2 separate regions of the Sus scrofa genome follow, and region 1 is linked to region 2. The links are chromatin contacts, called in public promoter capture Hi-C maps. All regions are on one chromosome and are shown on one strand. Each heading gives the region's core, a stretch centred on a gene start, on an enhancer-like site or on the middle of the called end of the contact. The rest is flanking DNA. Distances are from core to core; before and after follow the strand shown.

Evidence for each region. Promoter capture Hi-C pulls out the DNA fragments that hold promoters and counts their contacts.
Region 1: a promoter capture Hi-C map of liver shows a contact between it and region 2, with 7 times the contacts expected there. The contact joins the promoter of THUMPD2 here to the promoter of EML4 in region 2. A contact is called at or near these places in 1 of 5 promoter capture datasets (liver) and 1 of 2 datasets of contacts at active chromatin or transcription factors (skeletal muscle).

The regions. Positions count from the first base shown.
Region 1 is chr3:100,555,467-100,560,217 of Sscrofa11.1, forward strand. It overlaps THUMPD2 (THUMP domain-containing protein 2), which reads left to right and starts at 1,702. Exons shown (of 12, transcript XR_001303323.2): 1 at 1,702-1,867; 2 at 3,711-3,950.
Region 2 is chr3:98,153,730-98,158,549 of Sscrofa11.1, forward strand. It overlaps EML4 (echinoderm microtubule-associated protein-like 4), which reads right to left and starts at 2,147. Exons shown (of 23, transcript XM_021087581.1): 1 at 1,817-2,147. The coding sequence starts at 1,841.

The DNA.
Region 1 (4,751 bases), core at 452-2,951, 2.4 Mb after region 2:
CTGTCCAGGAATTGGTGGCCAGCCCAAGGCTGGAGAAGTTATTTCTGAATCTGCCTTGAGCAGCACTGCCTTAATCTGCTCCTACCCACCTCTCTACCTTTATCTCTCATGACCTCATCTAATTTATGGTCTAATAATACCTAACTGCTATTATAGCCTTTCTGTCACACACACACACACACACACACACACACACACGCTCACATTTGCACCTGCTGCTCCATCTACCTAAAACACTACACCACTACTACACCGCCACCCCTACCATCCCCAATAAGTCATTTCACTCACTTGCCAGAGACATACATTTGATAGTGTCTATATATCTGATTCATACAACTACAGAGTTAATTCAATGCTGTTCGTTTTATAATATTTATAAGAATTCTGTTCTCCCCAAGTAACATATTCATTGTCAATTTAAAATTCAGAGTTTTAAAGAATCCCTTTAAATACTGTAAAGAGAGTTAATCAAATTAGGTGGCCCAGACTGAATGTACATTCATTACCCTGATGGTTAATTTAGTGCATGAAATGTGACCTGTGAACATAAACACATTTCGTTGGAGAGCAGGAATTTCTGCTCTTTTGCCTGAGGATTCCCAGTTTGGGTGTAATGCTTGGTGAGGACAGAGCAGGGCTTCAAATGTGAGAAGAGTAGGGGAAATGGTGAAGGAGTAGAATGGAGGGAGTTGGGAAGAAGGAAATAAAGCTCAGTATATTAGATATAAAGATGGCTAGGCTCCAGTGTCAGCTGTGCCACTAACCCATGGTCCCTTGCCTTCTCTAGGTATCAATTTCCTCAATCTGAAAAACAAGACAGATGAATGAGATGATATTATACACCCTTTAAAAAAATCTTTCATGACTATATATTTTTAAATGATATCAGAGATATAATGTGTTTTAAAGTTATGCTAATGCATAGCATGCTTGATTTCTATTGCTTGTTTTTATTATTATTATAGTCAAAGGGTAGAAATGAGAGCACATGTTATGATGCCATATTATTCAAGTTCTGACTTCTGATGAACTGTCTTCTCTGAGGTACAAGAAAAGGGCCTATTACTCAGGTATCTTGATTTTGTTATACTCCTTTTAAGCGTAGCAGTTACAGATGTTAATTTGAAAACATTTTTTTAACAGGTTATTCTTTTCATTTGCCAACAATTAATCAGTTGGAATAGGATTTCTTATTCATACATCTTGCTCTTAGCACGAATCATCTTATCTCCTACTCACTACAGGAAGGGAATTAGGGTGAAACCTATTGGATATTTTAAGTAATGCATCAGTCTTTGCGGTATTCCATAATCTATGTTGCTTCCCTACTGACATCATTCATTTTCTTAACACTGTGAGGCCCTGAGCATCTGAGGCAAAGTTATGTCATGATACCATTTGCCAAGTACCTAACAATCAATGGCAGGCTTTATTCATTCTAAAGTGAATTCAGCCACCTTCTGTGAATACATCCTTTTTATATAACACAATTATATATCTCAGTCATTTCCCTTTCACCTCTGATTCTAAATCATTCCAGATGCCTAATCAAGGAGGTTTCACGCAGTTAACCAAGGAGATCCAAAGACGCCCCTCCCAGCCAATCTGACCCTCCCGGGACCTTTCCCGGGTCTTTTTAGACGACATCTGACCTTCCGGCCCCTGCCGGCACTTCCGGGGCCTCGGGGACGCGCCGCGCGCTCCCGAGGCCACGTGACCTCCCCCCTCTTCCAAAGCCATGGCGGCAGTGACCGAAGATCTCCACTTCGGGCCCGCAGCGGGCACCCGCTTCTTCTGCACCGCGAGCCGCGGCCTGGAGCCCTTCCTGCTGCGGGAGGTGCGGACGCGGCTGAGGGCCACGCAGGTGAGTCGGCATCGACGCGTGCCCGGGCAGGAAGCAAGGCACCTCCCCGCCGGGTCCGTCTCAGATCCCGGAAAATGACGCGAAGAACCGCGCGCTCGGCTTCCGAACCCACCGAGGCGACGTCCCAGCCCTCGGAGTTCTACTGGCGTATAAATATCCAATGTGCTGTAGTATATAGTGTGTAGCGTACTTTAAGCAAATATATTGGGTAAAATTAAGCTTTATTTTGTAATAATGTTTAATATACTAAACACTGCTACTTATTATAATAAAGGTAGGAACAGTAATTTTTAAGATACAATTCAACATACTAGAGGTGTCCCTAATGCCAGCTGGACAGAGGCCCTGTCTGATTAGTTGACCTTTATCAACCCATCTAGAAAAGATAACATTAACTCAAGTCCTGATAAGCCACCCAATTTTTACTTTTTAGTGGGTCATGATGATAGAGGGTAGTGGGGTTCAGCTAGGAAGATAGTCACGTTCTTAGTTATTTAATGGGATGACTGCATAAGAGTTTATTGGGGGTTTTTTTGTTTTGTTTTTTGAAGATTCTCTGCTCCTCGTAGACTGGATACCTTTTTAAGAATTAAAATATATTTTTTAATTCTCCTAAAATGAACCAAAAAAGCTCACACACCACCTCAACCCTTCACTTAGCACTTTAAAATTAATTCCGAAATTAAATGGCATCCGTAGAATAAGGAAAAATTCGGTATCTCCTTATGTTACTATACATTACGATTTTGCCTGGGCTTAAGCTTTTCATCTTTGTGTTACACTTGAATACCTGAACTTTAAAAGAAAGGCAAAATGCTAACTGCTTAGACATGTTAGCGGATAATAAAGCTGTTTTTACTTTAATAAAGGCTGTTATTTTATCTTCTGAAGTGTTAGACATAAAATCAGCTGGCTTTAGACACTTTGTTATGGTTTAATTCCAAATGGAAAAAGCATATTGTATATATAAATAAATTTTCAAGTAATAAATTCTAGGATGAAATATTCTAAAATGCCACAGTTCTCCCCAAGTGTTGTAATTGAATATGCATCAGTTAAAAGCAATAAAGTGAAGAAAAACAGTATCAGTAGCTTCAGCAGTGTTTGAAATTATAAATACCAAAATGCATTTCTTTCTACTACTTCAAGACATGATACTTTATCTTCACAAAGGGTTAATCTTTAAAGTGTGTTCTTGTATATGATTTTCACAGTGGCTTTCTACAATTTTGTAAACTACTTTTGATTACATGCTCTTCACTTGTAAAAGGAATGTAGGCCTAATGATAATTTTTTTTAATAAAGAGAATAATGATGCTTTTGATTTTGAGAGTGTATTTGGCAGTTTAATGCCCCAACCCATATTATTCTAATGTTTGGGCACCCCAAATAAAGGACCTTTTAGGTCCTCTTAATTAACTTGACTTTTCAGTTGTTTTGTTTTCTACCCTCCATAATGATATTTTTAGAGGAAGTTCATTTTATAAACTTTCCTTTGATATTCAAGTGAGAAAAGATCTTTGTACAAATAGCTAATGTAATGTCTAGCTCACTGACTACTTATCACTGGTCTACATGTTCGCATCAGTTTGTTTGTAAGACTTGAACCTTAAAACCATACATTTCCAGTGAAATATTTCGGTTCCCCCACAATCTTGACAAGACAAGGTATTTCATGTATGTTAACTTGTTTTGTGATAGCTTGACATCAGCTCTATTTTTAGGTCAAGTAATATAAAATCTAAACTTTTAAAAATTTACTCTTTAGAAGTGTTCCCAAGTTCTAAACATCTTGAGGTAGTTTTGACTTTAGTCAAAGACCCACAGGGGCCCCTCCTTCCAGGTAATTCTACCCTTCCCACCCGGGTCTCCTTCGGCAACCAGCTGCCTGCCAGCCCCTGCCCGCCACTTGCGGGGACGCGCCGCGCGCGCCCGAGGCCACGTGACCCTGAAAGCCATGGCGGTAGCGACGGGAGATCCCCGCTTCGGGCCTGCAGTGGGCGCCCGCTTCTTCTGCACCGCGAGCCGCGGCCTAGAGCCCTTCCTGCTGCAGGAGGTGCGGGCGCGGCTGAGGGCCACGCAGGTGAGTCGGCGTTGCCGCGTGCTAGGCAAGAAGTGGGGTGGCCCTGTCCCCGCCCTTGGCCGTGGCCCCTCCCGCCAGGGGCGGTCGCAGACCCCGGAAGGTGTCGCGAAAACCCGCGCTTTCGCAGTTCTGCTGGCATGTCCTTTAATTACTGTTGGAAAGAACCGCCAGTCATTTTTCCTAAACATCTGTTTCAGCTGAAGTTTTTTTTAAAAGGCCGGGTTTGAGTTCCTTGGTGGCCTGGCAGTTAAGGACCCGGCATTGTCCCGGCTATGGTGCGGGTTCCATCAATGGCCTGGAAACTTCCTCCTGCCGTGGGCGGGGCCAAAACAGGGGAGGGGTGGTTGACGCAAGTTATGTCCTACACTGTTTAAAAGAAAACGTTCGATAATGCCTGTAATTAGAATTAGACCTGTCAAGAGACTCTTCTCCATCCTTTAAATGCAAATATAATCTTAAGGTTCAGCCACTTTTGTCAGTTTCCTATTTATTTCATAGGATTGTTGGGAGGAGCAAATGAAACAGGATATGTAAAGTACACCTTAGGCAGTAAAGAGTAGCTAGAAAAATAATTTAATTCTTAGAGCCGTGAGAGACCAACTTCTGGGGAAGTCAACATTTGCAGGTATTTATATGCTGTTAATTTCAACGAGATGAAAGTTGTAAATTTAGGTTCTAGGACATGCTGAGCCGGTTTCTCGAAAACAGAGGAAAAAAATAGAAAAAGTCTCCAGTAACTAGATGGAGTATATATGACGGTGTGAATGATATGTTTTGGGGAAGTGAAAGTTTATTCAAAGA
Region 2 (4,820 bases), core at 897-3,396:
AATCAGTGAAAAAGACTCCCATAAAACACAGAAGATGAAGCCTCAACAAGCCTTCAAAGTCCTCAGAACCAAGAGGAAAGTAAAAGCTGATTCTAGTTTGAGTAGTGATCCCACCATTTTTAGAGGCTAAGAAGCCAACAATGCAGATACCTCAGTCCCACAATATCCCCTAAGAGTTTTTTGCCCTAGCACACGATTACCTCTTTGTGAATATAAAGGACAAGCCCTTCAGTCCAATATGATTAGGGGATAAATCCAGATATCAGAGGGGAAAAAAAGGCAATGAAAAGTTGATGCCTCTTTAAAAGGAGCCCAAGAATGAAACAACTTCACTATGTAAGGAATTATAAGACATCAAAGGTTAGATAATGGACAACAGGTGCCTTTGGGGAGGAAAGAGTAGCACTCAGTTGCCTATTTTAGGATTTCCACTCTCAAAGAGTGTGAGTGTGTGTGTGTGTGTGTGTTTTCTTCCAAAAGAAAATCAGAGCCAAAATTATGGTTTTTATCCTTAATACCTATAATGGATCCATTGCTCTTCAACTTACTTTTTTATTAAAAAAAAAAAGCCATCTGATCTCAACATGTCTAAATAAAGTATGGCCTATTGCGATATCATGCACTGATCCATGAACATTAACCAACTAGGAATTTACTATCAAGAAATACAAAAGAAAGCCCTCTGAGTACAAACTACTTCACATAAAATACTCAAAGTACAAATCCAGCAGCAGGTATCACATAACTGCAGTATCAGCCAAGGCAGAAACTGTTTCTCTCACCATCATAACAGTTGAACTCAATCTTTACAGTAACCAGATTCCAATGGCCTCAAAGCATAGTAATTCCAGACACAGATTATAGGGCACTGAGTACCAGCCTCGAGTTCTGATTCCTTCAGCCAGTTACGAAATTTACTACCTTTATTCGGGTGAAAGGAACACTGAAACGATACTTCGGTCCACTTAATAACCTCTTCCCTTTCTCCATTCCACAAAGACAACATATTCCAAAAATGGAGAATCCTTTCTTTCCCTGACAGAGGCCCCCTTTCCTATGGATTCACTGGGCAGGATTACTTCTTCCCAGCACGCTTGCAGAGCGAGAAAGTACTTCTGCTTTCACTCCTCTTTTAAAGAGGGTCCCCCAACAAAGACGCACCTCTTCCTTTCCTGTATTAGGCAAATGATGCTTCAGTGCTTCTGGTTCTCTCCACCACTGCAAAACGCTCAGAGAAGTGGAGGGAGTGAGGGGAAGTTGTCAGTTACTCTGAGGGATACTTAAAAGAAGACTCCAAATTTAAAGCGAAGACTGGAGTGGGGCGGGGGGGTGCCCCCTTCCTAAAGAGGGAATGGGGTCCCTACCCTAAAAGGGAGCCTCTGCGGGGTAAGAGGTGCCCCAACCCTGACAGAGAGCTCGGTATGCGGGAAGGGGGAGGAATGTTGTACCCAGATGAGGGGTCAGGACTGGAGAAAGGGGTGACCTAACCCTGAAGGTGGAGAGAGCCATGAGTGTATGGGGAGGAGTGTTCCAGCTCTGGGAGACCTCTTCGAGAGAAGTTCCCACCTTGGGGAAGAAGGGCCCCGCACAGAAGGGGACGCTGGGAGGGAAGGAGGGTCTTGCTGAGGAGGGCTGGCATGGGGGAGGGGTTCGGAGTCCACCCGAGCCAGGAGAGGGGCGGCAAGCTCGAGGGGAACATGTGCAGTGGAACTGCTGCCATCCCGAGGGGCAGGGTGGAGAGCAGGCCTGGGCTGCGTGGGGAAGGAACAAGGTTCCCACCCTGCGCAGGAGACGGAGGACTCCCAGCCGTACTCACCGAGGCTGCCGGCGAAACCGTCCATCTTGCGGGGAAAAGCGCCGGGCTCCGGGCTCAGCGGGGCGGGCACTTCATTCAGCGGACCGACGAGGGTGGCCGACGCTGAGCCTGACCCACTTGCTCTCTAGGTCGCCCGGCTCGGCTCCCACCTCCCGCCTCCGTCGTCCGACCGTCCGCCCCGGGGCAATCAGCCGCGGCCGCCCGGGCCACTTCCCCGTCAGGTTGAGAGCCGCGCCGCTCCACAGCCTGCCCGGCCTCCCTCCCAGACAGCAGCCGCGAGCGCCGCACCGCGCCCCGCCCCCGCGCCCGCGCGCAGCGGTAGCTCCGCCCCGCGCACGCCGTCACGCTTCCGACTCCGCCTCCCACGTGATGTCCCGGAGGCGGGGTCTTGCCGACCCTTCCCTCTCACCTTGCCCGGGCCTCGGGTTCTGCCCGCCTAGCGCTAGACTGGGGGCTGCGCTTGCGCGGTGGGCCTGCGGAGGGCCTGGGACTTGGGTCTTGAAACTGGTTCCAAGTAGGTGGGAAACAGAGGGGAACCACAGGCCCGGGCTCCTCAGGAGCGTCTAGGATTACTCTCTCTAAGCAGCCCCTGGGAATACGCGGAGGCCTATCAGAGCTTAAGTCTGGAGACCCCCTGACATGAGATAGTCACCCCGTGTGTTCTACAAGGACACTAAAGGGGCAACCACTTGCAGGGAAGGATCCATTCTTCCCAGTTCTCCCTTTGCCCTACTGGACAAGTGAAAGTGAGTCTTCATCTTCGTCACTAGCTCAAGGTCATCACTGCCACAGCCGCAGGACTCAAGTCAGACCAGAAGAAAGGTATATTAATACTGGACAGAGTTTATCTTGTGTCCCCCTCAGGGAGAACACTGAGCCTTAGAAAAGACATGATCAGCGTAAGGACATGGAACGTGATGGAAGCAGAGCTAGAACCTGGCTTTCTTACTCCTCCTGGAGTTCTTTCCGCCAGGGATGCAAAGCAACCCCTTGTAGGGCAGGTGGGGAAATTGCTTATCAGGGAACCATAGCAAAGTGTTGAAATGAGGTAAGCCTGTGTTCAGGCCCACCTACATGTGACTCAATAGGTGAGTGTCAAGTCACTAAACTTTTTTGGGCCTCACTTTTATCAATTTGCAAATAGGAGGACAGGACTTGTAACCAATTCTTATACACAGCCTTCCTCTTCCTCCTCTCTCCCCAACCCACCTCTATTCTCCATCCTTCTAAAGACCTTCTAGTGGTTTCCTAAATCCCTTTTGGGACTAGGTTGTGTGGATCAGAGCAATAGTTACATGGGAGAAATATGAAGTGCCCAGGAACTAAATTGATTTATACAATACTAAAGAGCTGATTTAGAGGAGAGCAAGAGTCATTCTAGACAGAGATACAGGAAAGAGGGAGAGACTGAAGAAGGGAGATGAGAAAAATAAAGTAACAACTGTCATAATGAGAGGGACTTGAAGGAATTAGATAGTTGAAGGGGTTGTTAAACATTTTGTTGCTATCTTGCAATATACTTATTCCCTTTGGTGCCTCTAAAAATCTTCCCTAAAAATCTGAATTACTTTGGATTTCTGTTTTACATATCAGATCTGTGTGCCTTCTGAATACCAGGCTATGTGGTGATTGGCCATAAAGCAGCCAAGGTAAATTCAGGTTATAGACAAAGTGGTATCTAAAGTTTGCTCCTTCAAAATTATTTACAGTGTTTCTTTTGCTATGGGCATTTTCCTATCTATACATTTCTATCAAGTCTAATCACTTAATATTTGATACATCCTCAGTTCTGATAGCTGCTCTTCTGTGTCTGCAGGCAAAACTTTCTGCCTTAGGGCAATTAAAAGAACTTGCCCTGATATATAGGTATACAGAGAGTTCCCATGGTGGCACAGTGGTAACAAACCTGGCTAGTATCCATGAGGATGCAGGTTCGATCCCTAGCCCGGTTCAGTGGGTTAAGGATCCAGTGTTGCTGTGAGCTGCAGGGTAGGTCGTAGTCTTAGCTAGGATCATGCCTTGCTGCGGCTATGGCGTAGGCCAGCAGCTGCAGCTCCAATTCGACCCCTAGCCTGCAGCTGTGGTCCTCAAAGATATATGAGTATACACACATATATATACATGTGAAGTTTTTTTTAAACTTTTTATTTTGAAATAATGGTAGATTCACATGTATTTGTTAGAATACCCTTAAATCATTTCCTCCCCAAAAGTAATATCTTACAAAACTGTCACAACCAGGATATTGATACTGGTACAGTCACAGTACATAACATTTCCATTATTTCTGTGAGCACAAGAATCCCTCGAGTTGTCTTTTATAGACATACCCATTTTCCTCCTGATACCACCCCCTCCTTCACTCCTGACCACCACTACTCTGTAATACATTTCATATTTCTATAAATATGTCATTTCAATGGATTCGCATAATTGGATTGGCTTTTCTCACTCACCATAATTTGCTGGAGATTCATCCAGGTCTTTGTGAGTATTAACAGTTGGTTCTGGAGTTCCCGTTGTGGCACAGTGGTTAACAAATCCGACTAGGAACCATGAGGTTGCGGGTTCTATCCCTGCCCTTGCTCAGTGGGTTAACGATCCGGCATTGCTGTGAGCTGTGGTGTAGGTTGCAGATGCAGCTCGGGTCCCATGTTGCTGTGGCTCTGGCATAGGCCAGCCGCTACAGCTCTGATTGGACCCCTAGCCTGGGAACCTCCATATGCCATGGGAGCGGCCCCAAAGAAATAGCAAAAAAAAAAGAAAAAAACAAAAAAAAACCAGTTGGTTCTTTTTATTGCTGAGAGGAAATCCATGGTATGGATTATCACTGTTAGACCATTTGCCTGTTGAAGGACATTTGGGTTGTTTCCAGTCTGGGACTTTTATGTATAAGATGGCTATAAATGTTCATGCACAAGCGTTTTTTGTGTACATGCTTTTCATTTCTCTGGGATAAATACCTAGGAATTAGATTATTCGGTTGTATGGTAGCTATTTTAGT